Regions from separate parts of the Mus musculus genome. Here region 1 is linked to region 2. A link is a contact called in public ChIA-PET data. All regions are on one chromosome and are shown on one strand. Each heading gives the region's core, a stretch centred on a gene start, on an enhancer-like site or on the middle of the called end of the contact. The rest is flanking DNA. Distances are from core to core; before and after follow the strand shown. Region 1 has its middle 58 kb from the start of Kcna4. Region 2 has its middle 59 kb from the start of Fshb.

Region 1 (5,001 bases), core at 270-2,769, 110 kb after region 2:
GGGCACACCCTCATAGGAGCAGGAGGACTGGAATGGGATTGGGAGTTTCGGGAGGGCAAACGTGGAAACCTGGTAATGTTTAAAATGTAAATAAATAAAACATCCAATTAAAAACTCATTTCGGCTTTTGACTGGTGTTTTATTTTAAAAATAGATATTTAGTGTCCTTTATTTCCTTCATATTTCAAAATGTTGAGGATGACCTAGTATACTAGAATGTGTCCCATCATTTTTACTGTTTCCATCTTGCACTTGATGAAACTAAGGCTCAAGTACAGAGTTGCTAGAGGGAACGTGAGTTTGAAGTTAGGACTCTCCACTCTGAGAACAGTCGCCATACCCTATTAACTCTCACCTGATCTCAGTGTAGCTTGCAAACATTTCACTGTTCAGGGTGGATATCAACTGAATGAGCTCCAAGGGACATCCAAATTGTTACTTTGCAAGCATTCTTCATGAAAATAGGGATTTAATATGAAATAACACAGAGGGGGATTTCACTTTTGTTTATTGATTTTCATATGTGTGGAGAAAATACTTAACATTACTGGTAGTTTCAAGTAAATTGACAGGAGAAAGCTTGTAGCATAAAAATCAAAATTTGTTGCTCCCCTGAATGCTCAGCAATGGCTGAGCGGGTAAATTGACTTCTAGAGTATTTTATTTTTTTACTTTAGCCCTGTTATATCTTAATGATAAAAAACAACTCTTTGTAGAAACAATAAGAATATATGGAGAAAGTACTATCCAGTGGTGACAAATATTAACATTTTTCTAGCATTTCCTTTCAGGTTTATGTTTAAATATATAATCTTACAGATCCTGATTACTTTACCTATTTATTTAAAATATGAAACATTTTTTAATTTCAATGTATCTTTAATATTATTTTATGTTATTATTGTTAGGCAAACATTAATTTTTAAGATTGCTTATTACCCTATCAACAAGCTGTTAGTGGGACTTTTTTTTTTCTTTATGGGCATTGTATTAGTCTCAATGTCTTTTCTTTATGAAACGTTCTGTTATAAAAATTTATGTGAATGTCCTGCACCTTGCCTGGGCAGCACAGTAGAGCTGGCTTTGGTGGAGAGAACACAGTGAATCAGCCCAATGGGCGTGACCACAGGAAAGATGGCCCTGCCACTTTGGTGAGGACTGTGGTGAGGTGGAGTAGGCTCAAGGATGATGTCCCCACTCTTGCCACCTGCAGTAGTCAGAATAACTGTTCCCAAGGTTATGAGAACAAGAGAGCTATTCCTATAACTCACTGGTGGGAGACTGGGCCTTGTACCTGTCCTGGACAACACAGTGGAGTGGCCCTGGTGGAGGGAGTGCAGTGTAGGTGATCCTACTCTGAGGATGTGAGAGCCTGAGAATATTCCAGCTCCTCCCTGACTAGAGATCTTGGGAGAGTGGGTCCTAGGCCTTGACTGGGCTCTGGAGTCATGACTGTGGGTGAGCCAGCCTGGAAGGCATCAGAGCAGAAAAGCTGAAACTGCATCCTGCTGATAGTGGCATTGGGTAGCTAGCCAGGAGCAGTGCTGGAGAGCTCGCCCTGGTGGTGCAGATAAGGGAGAGACAGCACAAGCCAACCAGCTCAGCTACCACATAGGCCCAGATCCAGGGAACTGAGTTGGCCAGCCTCAAAATCTACATCATCTGTGTACTGTTGGGGTGTGTGAAAGTGTTGGTCCCGCAGATCCAAAGCTTCAGGTTCTCCATGACATGGTAACAACAGGATAACTGGGAAGAGTTTGGTGAGTATCCAATACTGATGGTGTCACAGAAGCCAGAGACCTCGAACCAGAGCAATGCCTTTTTGCAGTGAATGTTCTCAAGTGAAGATGTGTAGACCGAGGGATATAGAGTGGGACACGCTGTGACACACTACAGCTTCCATGATGATATATTTTTTACAGTTTGTTTTGTTTCGTATATTTTTTTCTTGTTTGTTTGTGTGTTTTTATTTTAGGAGATTTGTTATGAGGCCAGAGGGCAGATGCCAGGATAGGATGAGGAGTGAGACTGGGGGGCATAATGTGAAATGCACAAAGAATCAATAAAAAGTTAAAAATTAATGTGAATGGAGTTTTGGATATGCCCTTGATTATTTCTAAGTGTGGCTATATTAGGCGTGACTGAGGACTTTATCAGCTTTAAATAATGCTAAGAAATATATTACTTGGAAAAATTGTTATTCAAAATTCAAGCTTGTCTATATAATGACATTTTTCCAGTCATGTGAATAATATAAAATATTTGAAGACTAATAATTTGGGGCATATCTGAAATGTGGAAAGTCTGAACTTTAAACTACTGATATGCTGTGATATATAGAATATTTTTATCTAACAGATGCAGTATTTTCCACTTTAATGTCTGAAATTCCTGAATATATAAAGTCCTTGAGAGCACACACCAAAGTCTCTTCAGATTTTCATCATAATATCTAACATTATTCTTTGCTTTTCAATAAATGTTGACAATTAAATGGATAAAATTTAGACCTTAAGGTGGCATAAAGGAGTCTCTAAAAGTCAGATAATTGGTTCAAGGAATGTTATGACTCATACTGCTCACTCTGGTTTCTTTGTTCTTTCACTATTACCAGTGACGCACTGTGTTCTTTTAGAAAACAAAGGCTGAAGTGAAATGGTATGTGCTGCTACTTGATGAATCTCCAATCAGAGGACAGGGAAGGAGAGAAGAAAACAGGAAAAGCCAGTTTCATAAAGAGGTATACCAAGGATTTCTAGCTAAGGCAACTGATCACTTGACTTTGTTTGAACGTTGACTGGTAAGGCTTGTCAACAGCATATAAGCATAGTTCTTAGTAGAAGCAAGAGAGGGAGTATTTGTGTGCCAATGTCCTCTGGAGCATTCATCCAGTAGGGCATGAGAGAAAGTGATGCGTGTTGTAGTGTTGTGACCACTAAAGTCAGTTGCTATGAGATAATCAAGTTAGAGTGTGAAAGGTGTCTGAAACACTACATTGCACATGAGTCAGTTGATATTAAATAAATTATTGTATGTGGAGTTGAGTTAGTGATGGGTACATACTCAGAAACTAGATGTAGTCTATTCTCTCCTTTTCCTCCTCATCCTCCTCCACCTCTTCTTCCTCCCTCCCTCCATCTCTGTCTGTCTGTCTCTGTCTGTCTGTCTGTCTGTCTCTCTCTCTCTGTCTCTCTCTGTCTCTGTCTCTCTGTCTCTGTCTCTCTCTGAGTCACGGTGCCATATAACATGTTTTCTAATGTCATGAAACATTAGTTTCTCTCCAACTAATTTTGTAGCCTAAGATGACCTTGATTTGATATTACTGGCAAGCACTACTGTATCTGGTTTATGCAGCAATGAAGAAAACTCCGGGTTTCATGTATGGTATGTAAGTGCTTTATCAACTGAGCTACTCCTCTAGACACCCCCATCCATACCCTTTAGATATATACAGATTCCACTTAAGCTGGTCAACTGATCAACTGATTCCTCATTTATTTCTCTCAGATGCATTCCTTTCCCCATCTCTGTGCAAACTGTTTTTGAGAGATCTTCATTTTCCTAGGGTGGCAGATTTGTCCAGTGAATATTCTGGAGACAAGTTGTAGAGGGGATGAAAGATGGAAGCTTAGCACCTTGGCCACCTCAGCTTCTTTCATTTACTATTGCAACTGAATCTCCTCTGGGGTTCTAGCTCTCCCCTGAAATCCTTGCTGTGATTCTCAACTCAGCCTTGTCTCCTGAGATGTATTTATTCACAAAGATTCTCTAATTAGTTGCCACATATATAGTAGCTACCGCACACTGCTAACTTACGGATCAACTCACTGTTTCTCCAATAGCTTAAACAAGGGAGTTATTTATTTTCATTCTACATGTAAGAATGTTTGACTGAATGTATGTATATGTGACATGTGAATTTCTTGAGCTTAGGGAGGCCAGGAGAGGGCATAGGACCCCTTGGAACAGGAGTTATAGATGTCTATGAGCCACTACCTGGGTGCTGAGAACTAAACTCTAGTCCTCTTGCAAGAGTAGCAAGTACTTTTAATTTTCGAACCATCTCTCCTATTGCTTTCTACTGGCTTTTAAGTTCTTGGGTCACCTAATAACCAGTTTCTGAAATCAAGTCGGTTTAGATGATATATAATCTTCTTTTCCCCTCCCTTTCCCTCTCTTCTCCTTATCCTCTTTTCTTTCCCCTTTTCTCTCCTCTCCTTCCCCTCCCCTCTTTTTTTTTCTCTGTATTCCTCATCTTGTTTTCTTTTTTTAAGGTAAGATCTTGCTGTATAGCCTGGACTGGGTTCACATATATGTTTGTATTCCTAGGCACTGGAGTTACACATTATGTGCCTCTATATCTAGCTCCTGGTTTTATTCTCTAGGAGGACCTCAGTGATACAGATCGCATCAACCATAATTCATTAGAGTAAATATTTTACTCCCCGCCAACTTCTGATAATTATCAGGAATTTTAAACATTTTTATATACACTTCATAATTTAGATTGTACTTTGTTTGAGGCCATAAGAGGTAAGATTTAGAAGGATGAACATAATCTTGTCAGGATTAACATTTTGCCTCATAAAGAGAGAACATTATTTTTGCCATTAGGTCAGTAGACATAAAACCCCATATATTGAAATTCTGGCTCTTACTTTAATTTTAAGAGTGTTGCAAATGCGAGCTGATAAAGGAAAAAAAAACTGTATTATTTTCTCTCTGAATTTGTAATGCTTTCATTTCCTTTTTCTGAGCTTAAGAATAGAAGTGGAAGGAGAGATATTGAAAGAACTTTTAGAAGGTCAGCTCTCTCTATCCTCATATTTTGCAGCTTCAAACAATCCTTCAAATAATGTGGTACAAACATTTGTACAGCTGAGCTGGGCTATGTGGTTTTAGGGAAGTATTGCGGTATCTGGATCTTTTAAAAGTAAACTTTAAGCAACATTTGTATTATAATTTGCATTATAATTATTATGTCTATCATAGAATGTATAA
Region 2 (5,070 bases), core at 1,261-3,760:
CTGTCTACATTCTTGTGATGGGTGAAGACGCTTACTCTGTTTCAATTAAACGTGGTCAGCATGGGCAGAGATGCTAAAAATGCTTTTCTGTGTTAAAAGGAAATATATTTCATGGAACAAGTTGGAGATTGTCTTACAGATGGGACAGGTACTCATTTCCTGCCTACTGTTTGATGGGTGTCCTATTTGAGTATAAGCTGTTTTTGGTTGAGGGGAGTAAGTTGTTCTTGCCCAGGTTGACAATTAAAGTTTCATCTCAGTTGCCTTTTCTTCTACCTCATCCTAGGCTTGTTTTCATAATTTATCTTTTCTCCCCTGTGGACTGTTGAGGTGATATGGGGCAGTAATGTCTAATAGCTCTTCTATCATGTGTCAGTAAATGTAGAATAAGACCTGTGCACGTGACTATTCATTCTTCTGCAAGGTCTGCATCCCAGTCCCAACTTCATGTCTATTGAAAATCTGTTCAGTGCAGCGAGTCATCAGACTTTATCTGGACCTTCTCTAACTTCTTTTCTTTCTTTCTTTCTTTCTTTCTTTCTTTCTTTCTTTCTTTCTTTCTTTCTTCCTTCCTTCCTTCCTTCCTTCCTTCCTTCCTTCCTTCCTTCCTTTCTTTCTTTCTTTCTTTCTTTCTTTCTTTCTTTCTTTCTTTCTTTCTTTCTTTCTTTCTTTCTTTCTTTCTTTGACAAGCATACCAGAAATCTTTGAAATGAGAGAATATTTGTTCTTCTATGACCAGTCTACCTTTTCTCACTAGCACACTGCTAGGCATTTAGTGTCTGTCTCAAAATACCAAATGCCAACATAGATTATATAATAGGAGGACACGATGGCAGAATCACAAGAGACACTAGTATGGCTGGGAGCAAGCATGGAGAAAACATTTATGTTAAAGCAGAGAGGAACTTAGATACCAACTATGGTAAGTTAAGTAATTAATCCTTAACCCCTTCCATAACATATGTTCCTGGCCTAATTTCTTGGTAGCTGGGAATGCTACTTTATAAAAAAAAAAAAAATACACCCCTTGAGGTGTATTTGGATTAGTGAGCCTCAGGTATAGAGGTTACACTAAATTTGTCCAACAGGAATGATCACAGTACTTATAGGAGGAAGAGTTTCAGAAGTGAAGGCTCTGTGATGATAGAGGCAGGGACTGGTGTGCTATGAAGGTAGAATGTGGGGCCATAGGCCAAGGATTATATGTGACTACCAGAAATTGAGAAGAGCCTGCTCCTGAAACAGATTCTCGTGAGAATTGCTAGACGGCGCTATTTCTGATTATCCCCTGGAAGGATAGGATGGAAGGAGTAGGGCTGGAGCACACAGATGGGAAGTGGAGGGTCATATTCAGCGCGCAGAAGTGTTTTGTTTGGAAAGGATGCTATTTTGAGAAAGGCAAACAAAAATGAGTCAACCTTTAAAAATGAGTATGTTTTGCATAAAATCTGGATTTCTGATGTGAATCTGCATTTCTGGGGGATAATCGTGAGTCAAATCTTAGTTGCCAACTTTTCTTGTGAGCTGAGCTTTGAGTTTGTTAGCTGGAGCTTCCTCCATTCACTATGGGCTCCCTAGGTCTGAATTTTAGAGGTTGCAATCTATAGACAAGCAGAGGGGGCTGCATATTTTAAGGAAGGAAAGAGTTTTAATAAGCGTAGGATTCTAACACAGAAATGAACAAAGGAGGGATGAAAATGTGGGTGTGTTAAGGATTTGACTATTTTTGCAACTTTTCCACAAATCTTAAACCGTTCTAAAATTAAAAATGAGTTTCTTTTCATTAAAATGGAAATGATACGTATGTTCCTTTGTGAAAGGGGTTGGTACTATGTAATATGTTAAATATGTGAACATAGTGTTTTCTGTTATAAGAAGTCTTTGGGTTCTGTTTCATTCATTATATTGCTCTCTGGACTACTCTTAAGAGTGTATCTACAAGCTACCAGCTTCATCCCACTATAGATGGGGGTTCTGAGGCCCAGAGAGGCAAAGAAATGTGTCCAGGACCAGAGTACTGCTCAGAAAGCAGACTCAAGCAAAACCTAGGACTCCATTCTAGCTAATCCTTCCTTTTGACTGGCACAGAGCTCCAGGGATTGATAGGTTCCACATTCTGGGCTGCATTAACCAATCCCCTAACCTGCTTAGGGCCTTCTATGTGCAAAGAGTAGCATCCTATTTAGAGCTGCTTGATATATATTACTTTAAAAACATAAAAATTTTAAAATATGTAATATATACCTATATATTACTTACTCACTTCATTTATATTTTATATCGGGTGCATAGGGAAAACATTTGACATTTGTCCAAGCACCAAATGTACCTCTGGTTTCATTACTTACATACTAGCCAACCACAGCTATGCACAAAGTAGTTCCTGGAAGGCCAGAAGGATTGAGAAGGTCAGAAGCTGAGGCAGGCATTCTGTGTGGGCTCAGACCATGCCGGGAGGGAGGGATTAAAAGACTAAGTGGATTGGAGAGGTTATGGCTGTTTCTAGAACACTGTGTATCCATAGCCTTGGGTCTAAAAGGCCTTGATGTGTCTGGCTCAGAGCTGGCTAGAAGGCCAAGGCTATATGCTGCTCCAGGACTAAACAGGCTTAGAAATGTGCTGTTACTGGCTTGCCTCCGCTCTTATCTCTGAAAGGCTATTTCCATACTAACAGCTTTCTCTAGGACCTGGTATACTGTATAGGTATTAAAGCAATAGCTTTTCTCATTTTTTTTTTTTCCCAGCAGCAGCCTGAGTGAGAGAAGGAAGAGATAAAGGTAACAATGAAGCTAGTACCATGGAGTTGAGTGCCACCCGTCACTTACAGTTTATGTGAGCTGTCACGTGACGATGCCTTCTCCTCATCACATTGCTCTATGGCCTCTGGAAACAGTAGATTATGGCTGAGGATTCAGAGACCCAGAGATAAGACAAGGTGGTTGGGGTTGAAGGGGTCACCGTGGATGCATTAGAAAGGTAGCCGATCTCTTTTCCATACCAGTGCCCTTTTCTTCCTGAGGCTACGTAGAGGGATGATAACGCACAAGTGATACATTAAATATTCTAGAACTCATGTCTGTGTAAGTGTGGGCCTCTAGGTTGTGTGGTCAACTGGCTGCACACAGGTGCCCTAGACAAGATTGTCAGTGTTGAAATATCAGTTCTACTGCTTAATAGCTGGGTGACATGGGCACATTACTTAACCTGTCTCAACCTCTATTTTGTTTTCCTAAATTGAAGCTTGTAGTATGACTAACTTCAAATGGTGACATAGAAAGTGAACTAAAGTAGTGGGTAAATTAAAAATATTTGTGACTGCTATATGACTGCAAACTATTGTTGAGAGACTGTAATTTTAACTCTGTTTTAAAAAAGGACAGCACAAGCTCAGAAAAGCCACATAGTTTGCCCAGAAGCACAGGCAGGGAGTAAGCTAGATTTGTGTTATCTCTGCTCTAAGTCACTGACTGTTTTATCTGTAGCTCTCAGGTTTGCTTGGAGCTGTACATCTTGGCTAACCAGCTCTGCTGTGTAAACAAAGTTTCTGGGCTTATGCGGACAAAGTGTCACTGTTCTCATGATTCTTAGATCTTTCACCACCTTTATGATCTTTTCTTGAATATTTTTTGTTTCCCTTTTCCAAGAAATTAAAGGGACCACTGCTAGGACATCTGAATCTGAATCCAAAACACTGAATAGCAGACTGAGGTCAGAGGACTGGTATGGGCTTGAGGCTACACAGGCTACTGAGTGACACCAATGTAACACCCCCCCCCCCCCCGCCAAGTCCAAATAACGCCTCCCCTGGAGATGACTGAGGGGCATTAGAAGTTGTTAATACTGAGCACAAAAATGAATGCTTTCTTTGAAATTGGTAAAATGTTTTGCCTTGGTGTCTTCAAACTGCATAAAAATAATTAAACCCATGTAAAAAGGAATGGCATGTGACTACTGGCTTGATATACAGTTCTAAAAAGCAATTAAGTTAGTATCTGTTCTAATGATTAAGATATCAGTATCAGAGCCTCAGAAGTGGCAGGACCCAAATTAGATGTTTGAGGCAAGATTGGAAGGACATTCACTACTTGTATTTGTTTTTTTTTTCCTGTGTATTTCTTACTAGATATTTTCTTTATTTATATTCCAAATGTTATCCCCTTTCCTAGTTTTCCTTTTGAAAACCCCTATCCTCTCCCCCCTTCCCCTGCTCCCCAGCCCTCTCACTCCCATTACCAGTTCTAACCTTCCCCTGTACTGGGGCATAGAACCTTCACAGGACCTAGGCCCTCTCCTCCCATTGATGACGGACTATGCCATCCTCAGCTACATATACAGCTAGAGCCACATGTCCCATCATGTGTTTTCTTTGATGGTTTAGTTCCAAGGAGCTCTGGGGAGGGTACTGGTTAGTTCATATTGATGTTCCTCCTGGGGCTTCAGACCCTTTCAGTTCCTTGGATACTTTCTCTAGCTCCTTCATTGGGGACCCTGTGCTTTGTCTAATGGATGATTGTGAGCATTCACTTCTGTATTTGCCAGGCACTGGCAAAGGCCCTCAGGAGACAGCTATATCAGGGTCCTGTCAACAGGCTCTTGTTGGCATCTGCCATAGTGTCTGGGTTCGGTGGTTGTTTATGGGATCGATTCCCAAGTGGGGCAGTCTCAGTATGGTTAGAGCCCATGCTGTCCTCTATGGATCGAGGCTTTGCATAAGTTAAAAGGCATCACAAATTGAGAGAGATTTTGGAAGAAGTTGTCTGGATGTTGAGTTATTCAAAGAAGAGTTAAATAAATAGCAGGTGTCCATGTTGAAGGTGAGAACACACTTGCTTTCTTACCTGGAGCAGAGAAAAGATTGATCTTGTTTTGGGTAGTTTCTGAAGACATGCATGGATGGGGATTTCAGGGAAAGAGTCTCAATTTAGTTAAAATCATTCTAATTCAATTAGTTCATTACGGTTTTGTGTTCTGTGCTAAGTGATTACCTGGGATAAAACCAGGCATATAAAAGTCCTGTATCTACAGAGTCTCAGTATTATTAGTTCTATGCAGGTCATTTTTGTCATATAA

Evidence for each region. ChIA-PET counts read pairs in DNA pulled down with a chosen protein or histone mark.
Region 1: a contact with region 2 is called in an SMC1A ChIA-PET map of the G1E-ER4 cell line, with 5 read pairs. The contact joins two enhancer-like sites. A contact is called at or near these places in 2 of 15 datasets of contacts at CTCF or cohesin (the G1E-ER4 cell line and the NIH/3T3 cell line).

The regions. Positions count from the first base shown.
Region 1 is chr2:107,230,377-107,235,377 of GRCm38.p6, forward strand. No RefSeq gene overlaps it. Among named protein-coding and RNA genes, the nearest start is that of Kcna4, 58 kb to the right of the region's middle. Within about 2 kb of position 1,520, at least 5 of the 459 cell types and tissues checked have an H3K27ac peak or open chromatin away from gene starts, as enhancers often do. A contact at or near this core is called in the G1E-ER4 cell line, where this site is marked.
Region 2 is chr2:107,116,396-107,121,465 of GRCm38.p6, forward strand. No RefSeq gene overlaps it. Among named protein-coding and RNA genes, the nearest start is that of Fshb, 59 kb to the left of the region's middle. Within about 2 kb of position 2,511, at least 7 of the 459 cell types and tissues checked have an H3K27ac peak or open chromatin away from gene starts, as enhancers often do. A contact at or near this core is called in the G1E-ER4 cell line, where this site is marked.